Regions from separate parts of the Sus scrofa genome. Here region 2 is linked to region 1. Evidence: chromatin contacts called from public targeted proximity ligation data. All regions are on one chromosome and are shown on one strand. The core of a region is the stretch at or near the end of the contact, and the rest is flanking DNA. Distances in the headings are between cores, read along the strand shown.

Evidence for each region.
Region 2: a contact with region 1 is called in a targeted proximity ligation map of alveolar macrophages. A contact is called at or near these places in 4 of 47 Hi-C or Micro-C datasets (alveolar macrophages, mesenchymal stem cells, omental adipose tissue and 1 more) and 2 of 2 datasets of targeted methods (alveolar macrophages and skeletal muscle).

What each region holds. Positions count from the first base shown.
Region 1 is chr4:79,888,500-79,894,953 of Sscrofa11.1, reverse strand. SPIDR (DNA repair-scaffolding protein) reads left to right here. Exons shown (of 20, transcript XM_021090636.1): 15 at 1,202-1,406; 16 at 2,311-2,457. Among named protein-coding and RNA genes, the nearest start is that of CEBPD, 19 kb to the right of the region's middle.
Region 2 is chr4:80,016,663-80,023,155 of Sscrofa11.1, reverse strand. The region is part of intron 8 of SPIDR (DNA repair-scaffolding protein); the gene reads left to right. Among named protein-coding and RNA genes, the nearest start is that of CEBPD, 150 kb to the right of the region's middle.

The sequences.
Region 1 (6,454 bases), core at 3,459-5,958:
GGCACGAGCAGCAACCTTGTGGCTCTCACTCCGCCTGCTCCTGCCTGCAGCCCGGAAGTTGTGGTACAGGAAGCAGATGTCCAGGGCTGACCCCACAGCCAGTTCTCAGCCACCTGCCTAGTGGAGGCCCAAGGCAGTTGTTGGCCTCACTGAGCAAAGGAGCCTGGCTCAGGGCTGGCTGAGAACATGGACCCCCTTCTGTCCCAAGAAACAGGCTTCCCTTAGCACAGGCACTTCCTGGCAGCAATCATGGGGGTGTATGTACAGAGGACTAGGGAGCCAGTGGAACAGATTCCTCAATTCACTGCATTTCTTTATACTTCCTATATTCTGCTTTTTGTGGGAAAGAAAATCAGTGGAACCCAGCTTCCTCAAAGAGGATTTGGAATAAGCTAAGTCCTGGGGCAAACCACCTATATGCTCTAGGGTGCTAACCATCCACTTTAGAGTGCACGTGAGTCACTGCAAGAAAGATTCAGTTGTGCAGTTCCCTGGTGGTGCAGCAGATTGAGGATCCAGTGTTGTTGCTGCTGTGACACAGGTTTGATCCCTGGCCCGGGAACTTCTGAAGGCTGTAAGTACAGCCAAAAATTAAAAAATAAAGTAAGATTATTGCTTTGAAAAATAATTTTGGGAGTTCCCGTCACGGCTCAGCCGTAACAAACCCAACTAGTATCCATGAGGATGCAGGTTCAATCCCTAGCCTTGCTGAGTGGGTTAAGGATCTGGCATTGCCGCGAGTTGTGGTGTAGGCCACAGATGTGGCTCAGATTCCACGTTGCTGTGGCTGTGGTATAGGCCGGCAGCTACAGCTCCATTTCAACCCTTAGCCTGGGAACTTCCATATGTTGTGGGTGCGGCCATAAAAAGTCAATAAAAATAAAAGTAATTTTGGATAGGAGGTCCTGTCATGGCTCAAAGGAAACAAATCTGATTAGTATCCCTGAGGACACAGGTTCAATCCCTGGCCTCACTTGGTGGGTTAAGGATCCAGTGTTGCCATGAGCTGTGGTGTAGGTCACAGACACAGCTTGGGTCTAAAATGGCTATGGCTGTGATGTAGGCCAGCGGCTATAGCTCCAACTCGACCCCTAGCCTGGGAACCTCCATATGCTGCAGGTGTGGCCCTAAAAAAAAAAAAAGTTGAGGGGTATAAGAATAGCTATTAAGTTACAGCCTTGACTGTGTCTTTAAATTATAGGTAAACAGTTTGCTTCCAGAGCCAAGGGAGATATGGCTGGTGGTGACCGACATTACTCTGCAAATGCAGGATGAGGACTCTGGACTCCCCAGAACCATGCCTGTATGTGTGGCCCCCTCATGTGTGCTGGGCCAGGATGTCCAAGACGCGCTCTCCAAAGCCACCTCCCAGAGCTTCCTCTTCAAGGATGCTCTCCGAGACCAAGGTATATTTTCCTCTTACTGGCAGCTTTGATGCCAGAAAATAGCTTTGTGCATTCTCGATGCCTCTGCCTTGCTCCGGAACTGCTGGCCCATCCCGAAGTCCACTGCAGACATGACCCCTGTGATGGCTGCCTGGACAGAACCAGAGGCCTCTGCAGTGCTGACCCAGCTACAGGGGACACCAGGGATTACACAGGGGTGGTCTGTTAGGGACACACTTTACAGGTGCGGAAGTCACCTGAGGCCACTGCCTGCAGCATCATTTTTTAAAACAGACCAAAGGCTAGGACGTTTAAATATATACAGTCAGCCGTCAGTATCCACCCCACTGCGGACACCAAAGTCTGCAGGTACTCCTGTCCCTTCTGTAAAATGATGTGAATGATGTGACCTGCACATGTCCTCTTACACTTTAGATTATCTCCAGACCACTTACAGATGTCTGTGCTGTGTAAATAGTTGCCCATGTGCAGCAAAGTCAAATTTTACTTTTCAGGACTTTGTGGAACTTTTTCCAAATATTTTCTATCCACCGTCATTTGAATCCATGCTTGTGGAATCTGCAGGTGCAGAACCTGTGGGTTCGGAGGCCTGTGTGCTTATATCACTTAGCCCTTTTTTTTTTTTTTTCCAGTAATCAGACTAGGATCTGGCCTATATTGTATTTTTCCATTTATAACTTGCATGACACAAAATTTGCCTTTCTGAATCAAATTCAAGCCAGGTGTTTGTGTGTGTTTCCAGGTCAGTGCACAAGACATTGAGCTTCCTTTCTGCCCAGCACTGTGTCTGTCTGTGATACGCAGGGACCCCTCGGCAGTGCCCTTGGCCCTCTCCCCACCCTAACCCCAGAGAGCTCTTACCCCAGACCCCACGGCTGTGATAGCTGAGTGTCTCTGTCTGCAGGGCGGATCCTTTGTGTTGGACGCACTGTCCTCTTGCTTCCAAAGCCCCATCTGGATGTGGCTGCTGGTGCCTGGGAGCTGCCAAGCCCTGTGAGGCTAGATGACCTGGATTCTGTCACTCAGGTCAACTCCACTTGCAGTGTTCAAGGTGGGTAGTCAATCTTGATGGAAGAGGTGTTTGTATTTTCTTAAATATCACATTTATTTTATATTCCTTTACTCTTTATTCATCCAGTATTTGTTGAAGCCTGACATGTTCCAGACATTGGCTGCATAAGTAAAAAAATCAGAAGAGACCCCTGCCTCTCAAACTCGTGGTCTGTGTAGGACAGCCAAACTCAGCCCCGAAGCCTCCAGTGCTCTTCCAAGTGCCAGTGCCTGGACCTTCCTCACCTGTGGGAGCCTTGAGCCCAGTTGGAGGGGGGAGGAGGGGGGTGGTTAGACAGAGGGGCGGGGCAGGAAGAAAGCAGACCTCTCACAGACCACAGCAGGACAGGGTGAGCACCCGATCTGGAAGGAGGGGTCTGGAGGAAGGCTGACCCGTGAGGTAGGGGTGGGGCATGGCCTTGGTACAGCCAGGGTGGGGCGAGACAAGGGAGAGGAGTAGGTCTGGAGGTGGGTTTAGCCGGGAGGAAACTTGACAGGTGGGGCAACAAATCCAGTCCAGAGGGAACACGATGTGGGTGGTAGGCAGGAACCTCTGTGAAGGTAATGCACTTTCCAGAAAGTACAGAAATTCTGAAAATAACCTTGAGGGCCTGTTTCCTCCACCCTTGGACCCCTAGATTCCTGAACCCCATTATGAACAGCAAAAGCTGTGATCCCACTGTTGCTTGAATCCACAGTCCCCTGTGTGCCTGGGAGTTGAAGCTGTGATCATTGTGTTGAGGTCATTTGGATTTTCCCCTCTTTACATCTCCTTTCACTGTTAGTATCAAAACATAACTGCTACAGCTTATCAGTCCTGAATAAGCGGGCTCTAAGTCACTGCATGTGGGTCTCCCACTTTCTCTACCCTGAAACAGGGGTAATAGAACTGACCTCAAAGCACTGTTGAGGTGTACGTGAGACGCACTTGTGAGGCTATGGAGCTGGGGGAAGAGGCCAACACTCAGTGCTTCCACTGCCATAGGCTGGTGACTGAGGGCTGGGGGCTGGAGCTGGTGACGCAGGGGTCATGGCCCTGGGATGTTCAGGATTGCTCAGGCAGAGTTGGTAAAGGCTTTCCAGACAGGAGGGAGGGCAGCGAGAAGGCCTTCATGGTGCGGCTGGTTCTGTCTTGCTCTGCTGTCCCAACCATGCTAAGGAGGTGGAGTGATCGGATTTCTGTCCTCAAGAAGCAGTGCTTTCAGCACCATGGAGAGGCTTGGTGCAAAGCTGGGGCTGGCTGTCGGCAGGGAGACCATTGCACTGCCATTTGGAGGAGTGCGGGTGAGGGTGGCTGAGAGTCTGCGAGGCTGAGCAGCCCCTAGCAGACAGGCAGTGAGGACAGAGCATGTGCAGACCCTGGGTCATCTGTCATAGCCTGTGGCCTCCAGCCACCTGTGGAGAAGCTCCTATCCCCTCCCCTCCCTCAGAGTGGGGATCACTCCAGGGCTCAGAGCAGAGAAGGGTGAGGAAGCATCCCCCATTCAGAAGTCACCACTCAGGCCTTAGGGGAGCAGACATCACCACCACCCAGAGCACCGAGGAGGGTTTGGACCCTGACCCACTCTTAACTGCAGCCAGGAAGTAAGGGACACAGGCCGAGGAGATGTGCAGACACTCGTGGGAAGGGGAGAGGAGAGACCCAATCTTTCTAAGGAACCTCTTATTTTTTTTCCATCTTTTTGTCTTTTAGGGCTGTACCCGTGGCATACGGAGGTTCCCAGGCTAGGGGTCCAATCAGAGCTATAGCTGCTAGCCTACACCACAGCCACGTCTGCAACCTACACCACAGCTCAGGGCAGTGCCAGATCCTTAACCCACTGAGCAAGGCTAGGGATTGAACCCGCATCCTCAGAGATGTTAGTCGGGTTCGCTAACCACTGAGCCATGATAGGAACTCCAGAACCTCCTAATTTTAAAAATAATTTATAATGAGACTTAAAACACATAAAATTAACCATTTTAAAGGGAGAAATTCAGTGGTAATTAGTCCATTTACAATAGTGTGCCACCACTTCCTGTTTTACATTTTGTCTTTTGTCATTTCAGTGGCTTTGAAAAAAAGTGGCATCTAGTTTTTGATCACAGTGTAATTGAGGTGAAATCTACCCTTTTAAAGTGCACAACTCTACTGTTTCTAGTGTATTCACACAGTTGTGCAACCATCCCACTAACTAGCTTCAGAGAGAAATGCTGTGTCTGTCAGCAGTCGCACCCAGCTCCCTCCCAGGCTCTGGCACCCACCCCTCTGCCCTCTGTCTTCATGGACACTCATGTAAATGAGTCATACATTCCATGTTCCTTGGTTTCTGGCTGCTTTCACTTAGCAGAACATTTTCAAGACTTTTTTTAGGCGTCATTTCTTTCTGTGGCTGAATGTTTCACCGTATGGCTAGACCCTGTTTTGTTTATCCATTTATCAGTTGACATACATTTTTTTATGATTTTTATTTTTTCCATTATAATTGACTTACAGTGTTCTGTCAATTTCTGCCATACAGCAAATTGACCCAGTCATACATATGTGTGTGTGTATACATATACATATATATACTTTTTCTCACATTACCCTCCATCATGTTCCATCAAAGTGACTAGATATAGCTCCCTGTGCTATAAGCAGGATTTCATTGCTTATCCACTCCAATTGCAATAGTTTGCATCTATTAACCCCAAATTCCCCGTCTCTCCCACTTCCTCCCCCTCCCCATTGTCAGCCACAAGTCTGTTCTCTAAGTCCATGCATTTCTTTTCTGTGGAAAGGTTCATTTGTGCCATATATTAGATTCCAGATATGAGTGATATCATATGGTATTTGTCTTTCTTTTTCTGACTTATTTCACTTAGTATGAGAGTCTCTAGTTGCATCCATGTTGCTGCAAATGGCATTATTTTGTTCTTTTTTATGGCTGAGTGGAATTCCATTGTGTATATACACCACATCTTCTTAATCCATTCGTCTGTTGATGGACATTTAGGTTGTTTCCATGTCTTGGCTCTTGTGAATAGTGCTGCAATGAATAGTGCTGAAGTGCTGCAATGAAGATACAGGTGCAAGTGTCTTTTTCAATGAAAGTTTTGTCCGGATACAGACATACATTTTTTTGATATTATGAATCATGCTGCTATGAATGTTCATGTAAGGCCTCTGAGTAGACATCTGTTTTCTATTCTTTGGGTGTATTTCTGATGTTTTAGATAGTTTTCATGTGGACCATGATTATAAATACAGCATCAGTAGAATGAGAAAGAAACTGTGATACCTCCATGCTTGATGGGGAGGCGTCCACAGAAAGTGACCCTCCAGAGAGACAGAAGAGGAGACTGAGATTAGATGCTCCAGGTCCACACAGGATGACAGAGGGCAGTTTCAGGAGGTAAAAACCAAGGCACAAGAATCCACTGTCCACTCCAGCCTCCCTGGAGAGGGTGGTGTTCATGGAGGGTCTTCCAGCACTGCCATGAGTGACACATGGGCAGTGGACGGAGAGCTGAGCCAGCAAAGTTCATCTCATGCCCCTAGAGCAGAGCTTTGTAGCAGGCCACCTCACTGCCCTCCACATCCTCACCAGTGTTTTAGTTTGTCAGCCACTGACCAGTGTGTAGTGTTTCTCACCGCTCTTCCCTGGTGCGTGTGATGTGGAGACGTCCATGCGCTCATTTGCCATCTGTGCATCTTCCATGGTAAGGTATCTATAGAGAGATGTGGCCCTCTTTTTATTTAGGGGTTCATTTTTTTATAAGAGTTTTTGGTACATTTTGGATAGCAGTCCTTTATCAGATTTGTCTTTTGCAGATCTCTTTCCCATCTTTGGCTTGTCTTTGCATTATCTTAATACTGGCTTTTGCAGACCAGTTTTAACTTTAATGAAGTCTAAAATCAGCTTTTTCTTTCATGAATTGAGCTTTTGGTATTCTGTGTAAAAACTCATTGTCAAACCCAACATCACCCAGATTTTCCTCTTTTCTTCTAGGAGTTTTGTAGTTTTACATTTTAT
Region 2 (6,493 bases), core at 3,731-6,230, 130 kb before region 1:
TTAACCACTGAGCCACATCAGGAACTCCTTCTTTTCTTTTTAAATAGCCATTCTAATTGGTGTGAGGTGGTATTTCATCCTGGTTTTGATTTGCATTTCCTTAATGACTGGTGATAATGAGCATATAATAACTTTTAAATTCTGAAGTAGTCCCAGGAAACAAAAGTTTGCAGCAGAGATGCAGAGTTCCTTATCCGGCCTTCTTTACTCCAATTCCAGTCCCTCTAGCCCACAGACACAGTTGCTTGATGTGATCTGTATCTATGACTCAAGGCTGGGGCCACTGCTCTCAGGGCTCAGAAAGAGATTGGTGGTGGTTCTCCAATCAGGTTGTCTTTCAGTGACATGTCCTTTTGCTCTAGTTGTATCAAATTCATTAGGTATCCAAAGTGATTATGTTCACTTACACTTACTAGTTTGCTTAGAAAAACCAAGCTTTTAATCTAAAGCTATATGTAGGAATTAAATAATGGGAAAAGAAAAGGTCATAGCATTATTACTGCAGTGAGAACATATTGAAATCACCAATTCAATGAAATGTTTGCTTATTTCTCTATGAGTAATTTTATGGTTTCAATATTTAACTCTTTAGTACATATGAAATTTTTTTAGTGTATATTGTGATCAATATAGGGATCAATTTTAATATTTTCCAAATAATTTTATCCGCTTCATTTTTTAAATAACTTTCTTCCATGGATTCTAAATGTATCCCTTATCACTTACTCTATTCCTGTGTATCCTAGGATATATTTCTTTGCTCTGTATTCTGTTTTGTTGTGTTGATAGTCTGTAAACCCTGCCATAAAGCCGTGCCTTGCTTCTGTGTGTTTGACTAATTTATAAATAAATAAACTTAATGGGGGACAAAGGATTGTAGAGCTGTGTGACAGGGCACATCAGAGTCCTGGCTTCAGAAAGGAACTCATCTTCATCTTAGACTTGCTTTAGTGTTGAGCACACAGCAGGTCTGGGATGTCAAGTTTCCTTGACTCTTTTGTAGTCTGTTGATGAGAAAGGAGAATGTTGGGGTTCCTGAGAAAACTTATGCAAACTTGATGAGGCTCAAAGAGTTTTCTAGGGACATGCCTGCAGCTTTACCTTTTCCTGACGTGCTGTGCAGCTTCCATATTAACTGGATGTGACCTTTTCAAGGCTTTGCTTTTTCAGAGGAAAATGCGTGAGTAGCATTTTGAGAATGCCTCTTGGATCTAAGTCATCTCTCCACAGAGAAGCTCCTCAGAGTGGGTGTCAAATCAGAGGCAGAGTGGTTAGAATCCAGTGGTAGGGGGGTGCTCCAGAATGACCTCATTTAGTTTTGCTGTAGACATTTTATTAAGTGCCTTCAATAAATGAATAGTAATAACTATCTTCCTTTCCTTAATACTTTCTCCTCAAGAACAAATAGTTAAAACCAGAAATTTCTTTCTTGGATATTATGGAATGTATGTTGTTGTAAATGAAGAAAATACAGAAACCGCAAGGAGGATTTTAGAAAAAATACTCAGACGTTTTTGTTGTTCTAATAGAGGGGAGATGCATTTCATATCGGAAGTGTTCCAGTTAGTTTTCGTAGATGTAAATCTAACCATTAAGATAGGGCAGCATTTTGTGTTAATTAGAGGTGCTCCTACTTCTTAGAAATGTATGAGCAGGAGAAAAAGAATTTCAGTCCTAAGAGAATTGTCCTGTTGCTGCCTGCCCATCATTTAGATAAGCATGTACTTTGTTCTCTGCAGTACAGCACTGTGACCCACAGCCCTGTGTTCCTATATGTGTTTCCCCGGGTGATCTCCTACCCCGAATTTGTGAAGAAAATAACTTTTAAAATCCATTTATTTTCCCTGTTTGGTTGGAAAAGCTGCTGAAGGCTTGGTCAGAGCCACCGTGGAAATGTGAGAGCCTGTGAGCTCACAGGGAAAGAGGAAGTGTCTGTTCTTCCTGGCTGCCAGAGTGACCTTAGGCTGACCAGTCTCCCCCTCTTCTGTTTCCAGGATTGGTTGGTACAAATATGTTCATGTCAGAAATCACAAAATACCACTGTGTTGTGTGCTATATGTTTGTTTTCTTCTTTTTTTTTTTTTTCTTTCTTTTTTTTTTTTTTTTTGGATGCACCCATGGCATGTGGAAGTTCTCAGGCCAGGAATCAAACCAGCGCCACAGCAGCAACCCAAGCCACTGTAGTGATGATGTCAGATCCTTAACGTGCTGCACCACAAGAGAGCTCCTTGTTTTTAAAAGACAAAATTCTTTTTAAAAGACAAAAGTAGAAAATATTTGTTGTTTGGGCATAGTTTTTTTTCCTCCAGGTAGTAATATTCTGTATCTGAGGAAGCTCTTTATTACATATTGTTTTGTTTTTGTTTTTGTTTTTTTGTTTTTTTGCCTTTTCTAGGGCCACTCCTGCAGCATGTGGAGGTTCCCAGGCTAGGGGTCTAATCAGAGCTGTAGCCAGTGGCCTACGCCAGAGCCACAGCAACATGGGATTTGAGCCGCATCTGCGACCTACACCACAGCTCACGGCAACGCCAGATTCTTAACCCACTGAGTGAGGCCAGGGATCAAACTGGCAACCTCATGGTTCCTAGTCGGATTCATTAACCACTTTGCCCCAACGGGAACTCCAATATTACATATTGTTTGTGAAATCTACAATAACCTAATGACGTTTCTGCTGCCACATTGTTTTTTTGTGTGTTTTGTTTTTTTGTCTTTTTAAGCCCCCCACCCCCGACCCCGGTCCAGGCTAGGGGTCAAATCAGAGCTGTAGCTGCCAGCCTACACCACTGCCATAGCAATGTGGGATCTGAGCCACATCTGCAACCTATACCACAGCTTACAGCAACGCCAGATCCACAACAAGGCCAGGGATCAAACCTGCATCCTCATAGATACTAGTCAGGTTCGTTACTGCTGAGCCATTACGGGAACTCCCTCTAACACATTGTTTTAAAAGCAACATTTAAAATATGTATATTTTTAAATTTTAAGGCAAGTTTTTCTTTCAAAATTGGAGCCTTGGTACCAGTTTTGTGTATTTTCGCCTAAATTCCATTTAATGAACTTCCTGGTATTTTATTGAAAACCTGTTGCATTTTATTTGACCTGAACTAGATCAGTAAGATGGAGGCATTGCACACAGGAGTCCTCGCTAGGATTGTGGCCACAAATGTCAGTTTTGTGACCTGAGAACTTGATTTGAGAGTGTGGAGGTTTGAAGGTTGTGCTTTAGGTAAAAGGGCCTACTGAACACATAGGCTTGGGAGGCATAACTTTAACCCATGAGCTGTTTAAACCCTTTCATGCAGCTGCCAGCCTCAGCATCAGGGTTGTTGGTTCAAGGCTGTTGTCCTTGGACTTGCGCTGACTTGTATACACGTTGGTTGGTGATGCAGATTACATTTGATCCTTAGCATAAATCACATTGCATCCAGGTTTGCCACTGTTGTCTCTTTATTCTGCCATACTGGGTAGCCTAAAGATACCTCTCAGATTTTTCTTGTGATGGCACTAACACCATAAGCAGGCTCAGTCTTCCCAATAAGAAGTACTGACTTCCTCAGGAAGATGGGAGTGTGGTGTGTTGACACCATCTATAACCTAGTTTCTTCAGTGTTACAGTTTTAGTCTTGGGTGCTGTTATGACATCTTTGTTTTCCTGCCATTGGATGAAAAGATGGCATCTTGTTCCATCCCCATGAGAAAGCACAGTGAGGGCTGGACCCAGTGTCACCCGGGGTCAGGCACATCTCACTGGTAGCAGTCTGATTCACAATCCTGAATCCCAGCAGTAAAAGTCATTTTAGTGATCATTTTGTTGGAACTGACACCCGAGTAGGGAAACCAAATGCAATAGAGGGCAATCAAGTAAATGTGAATTTCAAGTAAACTACAGGGCATATTCACATTGAAAAATTGTTTATCATTTACCTGAAATTCACATTTAACTGGCCATTCTATACTTTATCTGGTAAATCTGGCAGCTGCTCACTTGAGGCTAAATTATATAAAATATTAAAAATTCGTAGAAAATAATGTCCTTGCGGGGCTGTAGAGCATTCCCCTCCTTCTTATTTATTCCTCACCCAAACCTTGAAGTTAGGGAAGCCTTTACTTCATATTATTCCTTCTACTCTCCCCTCCCATACACCCAGATTAACAGTTTGGAAGGGCATCTGGCCCGTTTTTTCCTCTGCCTGGTCCTTATAGTCGTGTAATTTAGGTAAGGCCCAACCACTGCAGTAGGATGAGGTCCTGACCTCTCCTGACCCCTCCTGGAACAGCCGACTCAGCACTTGGGTTTGTCCCCAGCCAGCCAGAGCCACGGAAGACAGGCACATAAGCCTCCTGGAAGGTTTCAGAGGCGCTTGGGCCAAAGTATGTGGCTATTCTCCTGCCCTCAGGATCTAGGTTCCCCTATCAGGTTACTCAAGTGACCCAGAGAACAAGAGGAGAACTGACATGATGTCAGAAGGGCCTCAGAGCTTGGAAGAAAGGTGGAGGAAATAAGTAATTATTAATATCCTCTAAGACAATGACCATAGTTATCCCAGGGAGGATGAGCAGAGCTCACAGTCCTACGAAGGGTGCTGGCTGTGGGAATTCAGATGCTCTGCATAGCATTTCTAGTATCATTTGTGTAAAATTTAGTCTTTTTTGTGGACCTTTTACGGAAGTAAGCTTTCATTTCCAAAGGCCTTCATTAAAGGTGTAAAGGCCACACTGTGAATTAAGGTGACACACCCTGTTTTGAATTGGATTTCCTGCTAGTTCTGATCGCAGGCATTCTTCCCGGACTAGGGTGAATTCAGTTCCAGTGTTTGCTTGTAAAACTGAATCCAGTCATTGTATTTGCAGTTTGGCTTTCTGCCTGCTATTAAAGTACAGAGCAAACTTCAGCTAGTTACTCCCTATGGTTCTGTGTCCTCCGCAAAGAACAGGGAAAGGAAAGGGGAAAACCCAAAGGGTGACTGAGTTCATTTACATACCGTGCCAGAGGGCAGCTGTGTGCTGCCTAGTTATCACGTGACTCTGTGGAGAATCCTGATATTCCATTTACTGGAACAGGAAGCAGCCTAAAAAAAAAAAAAAAAAAAACCCAGAACACAAAAACCAGTCTCTCTTTTTATGGTTCTAGGGTTAAGGTTAGCAACTGAAATACCCACTCTACTATGTAACAAATATAGGTGAAAAAAGCAAGAAAGATCTTATGTTTTTCCCTCTTTACAAAGTTTTGTGTATAAAGAAAGGCCTTCTATAAGGGAAAGGTCACAAGGCAGGATGGTGGCACTGCTGGCTAGTCCAACCTGATTGTACCCACTGAGCCATCCTAGAGGAAGCTTCTGGTCAGCAGGCTACCATCTGGATGTGTGGGTAAGATCTGCAGGGCTCACCTCCTGGGCCTGGAGTAACAAAAAGGATGATTGGGTGTGATCATTATAACCCCAGGCACCCCATGATGACGCTTGACAAAACTCGGCCGAGTGTATATTAGAAAGGATTGTTTCTTTATTAAATGTGAGGAGTCCAGAATGGTACAGTGGCACCGGCCACCCTGGGTGCCCATAGGAACAGTGTATTTAGAGTCTTTCCCCGGAGTTAAACTCAGAAACTCCTAATTTGGGGAAAGGACAGAAAGAGGGGTGGTCTGTTCAGCTCTATCCCCAGGGTCAGCTCCTTCACCGAGGCAGCACCACGTGGAGCTAAAATAAGGGGTGTGGTGGCACCATCCTTCCCACAAGACATCGCACCCTCCGTATCTCTTGCTGCTCTGGTTTTGTTGTTTAATTCTAGTCTGGCCCATTGGACTCGAGGCAGATTATCTTTTCCTTAGACTTAGTTTTATATAAATAAATTTGAATCTTTAATTGAATAAGTATCATTAAATTTTGACTTTTTTATCAGTGAAGAGCAAAGAGCCCTGAGACTTTGCTGCTCCTTTGCTAGATGCTAAAAGAAAACTCAGAACACCTAAGACACAGATTTTTGTCACAGAGAGCCTCTGGTCCTCTTTTGTATAGAAACCCTAAAACCCAGCAAACTCACCCAGCAGCAGAATGTGATGAACAGCAATAACAAAAAACATTCCTGCTTGTATGTTTTATGGAGATGGACATTAAACTAGACCTGTGGAACAAAGAAATGGTTGAAAGCTTACCAAAGCTACTAGAGAGTGCTGCAGGGATGGTTCATCAAATGCCCAGGAAGGATAACAAGATGAGTTTAAAAGCCCAGAAGCAGAACCAGGAGTTCTGACTTTCTTTTTTTTTTTTTTTTTGTCTTTTTGCCTTTTGGGGGGCTGCTCCTGCAGTATATGGAGGTTCCCAGGCTAGGGGTCTAATCGGAGCTGTAGCGCCGGCCCACGCCAGAGCCACAGCAACTCGGGATCCCAGCCGCATCTGTGACCTACACCACAGCTTATGGCAACACTGGATCCTTAACCCACTGAGCAAGGGCAGGGATCGAACCCATAACCTCATGCTTTCTAGTCGGA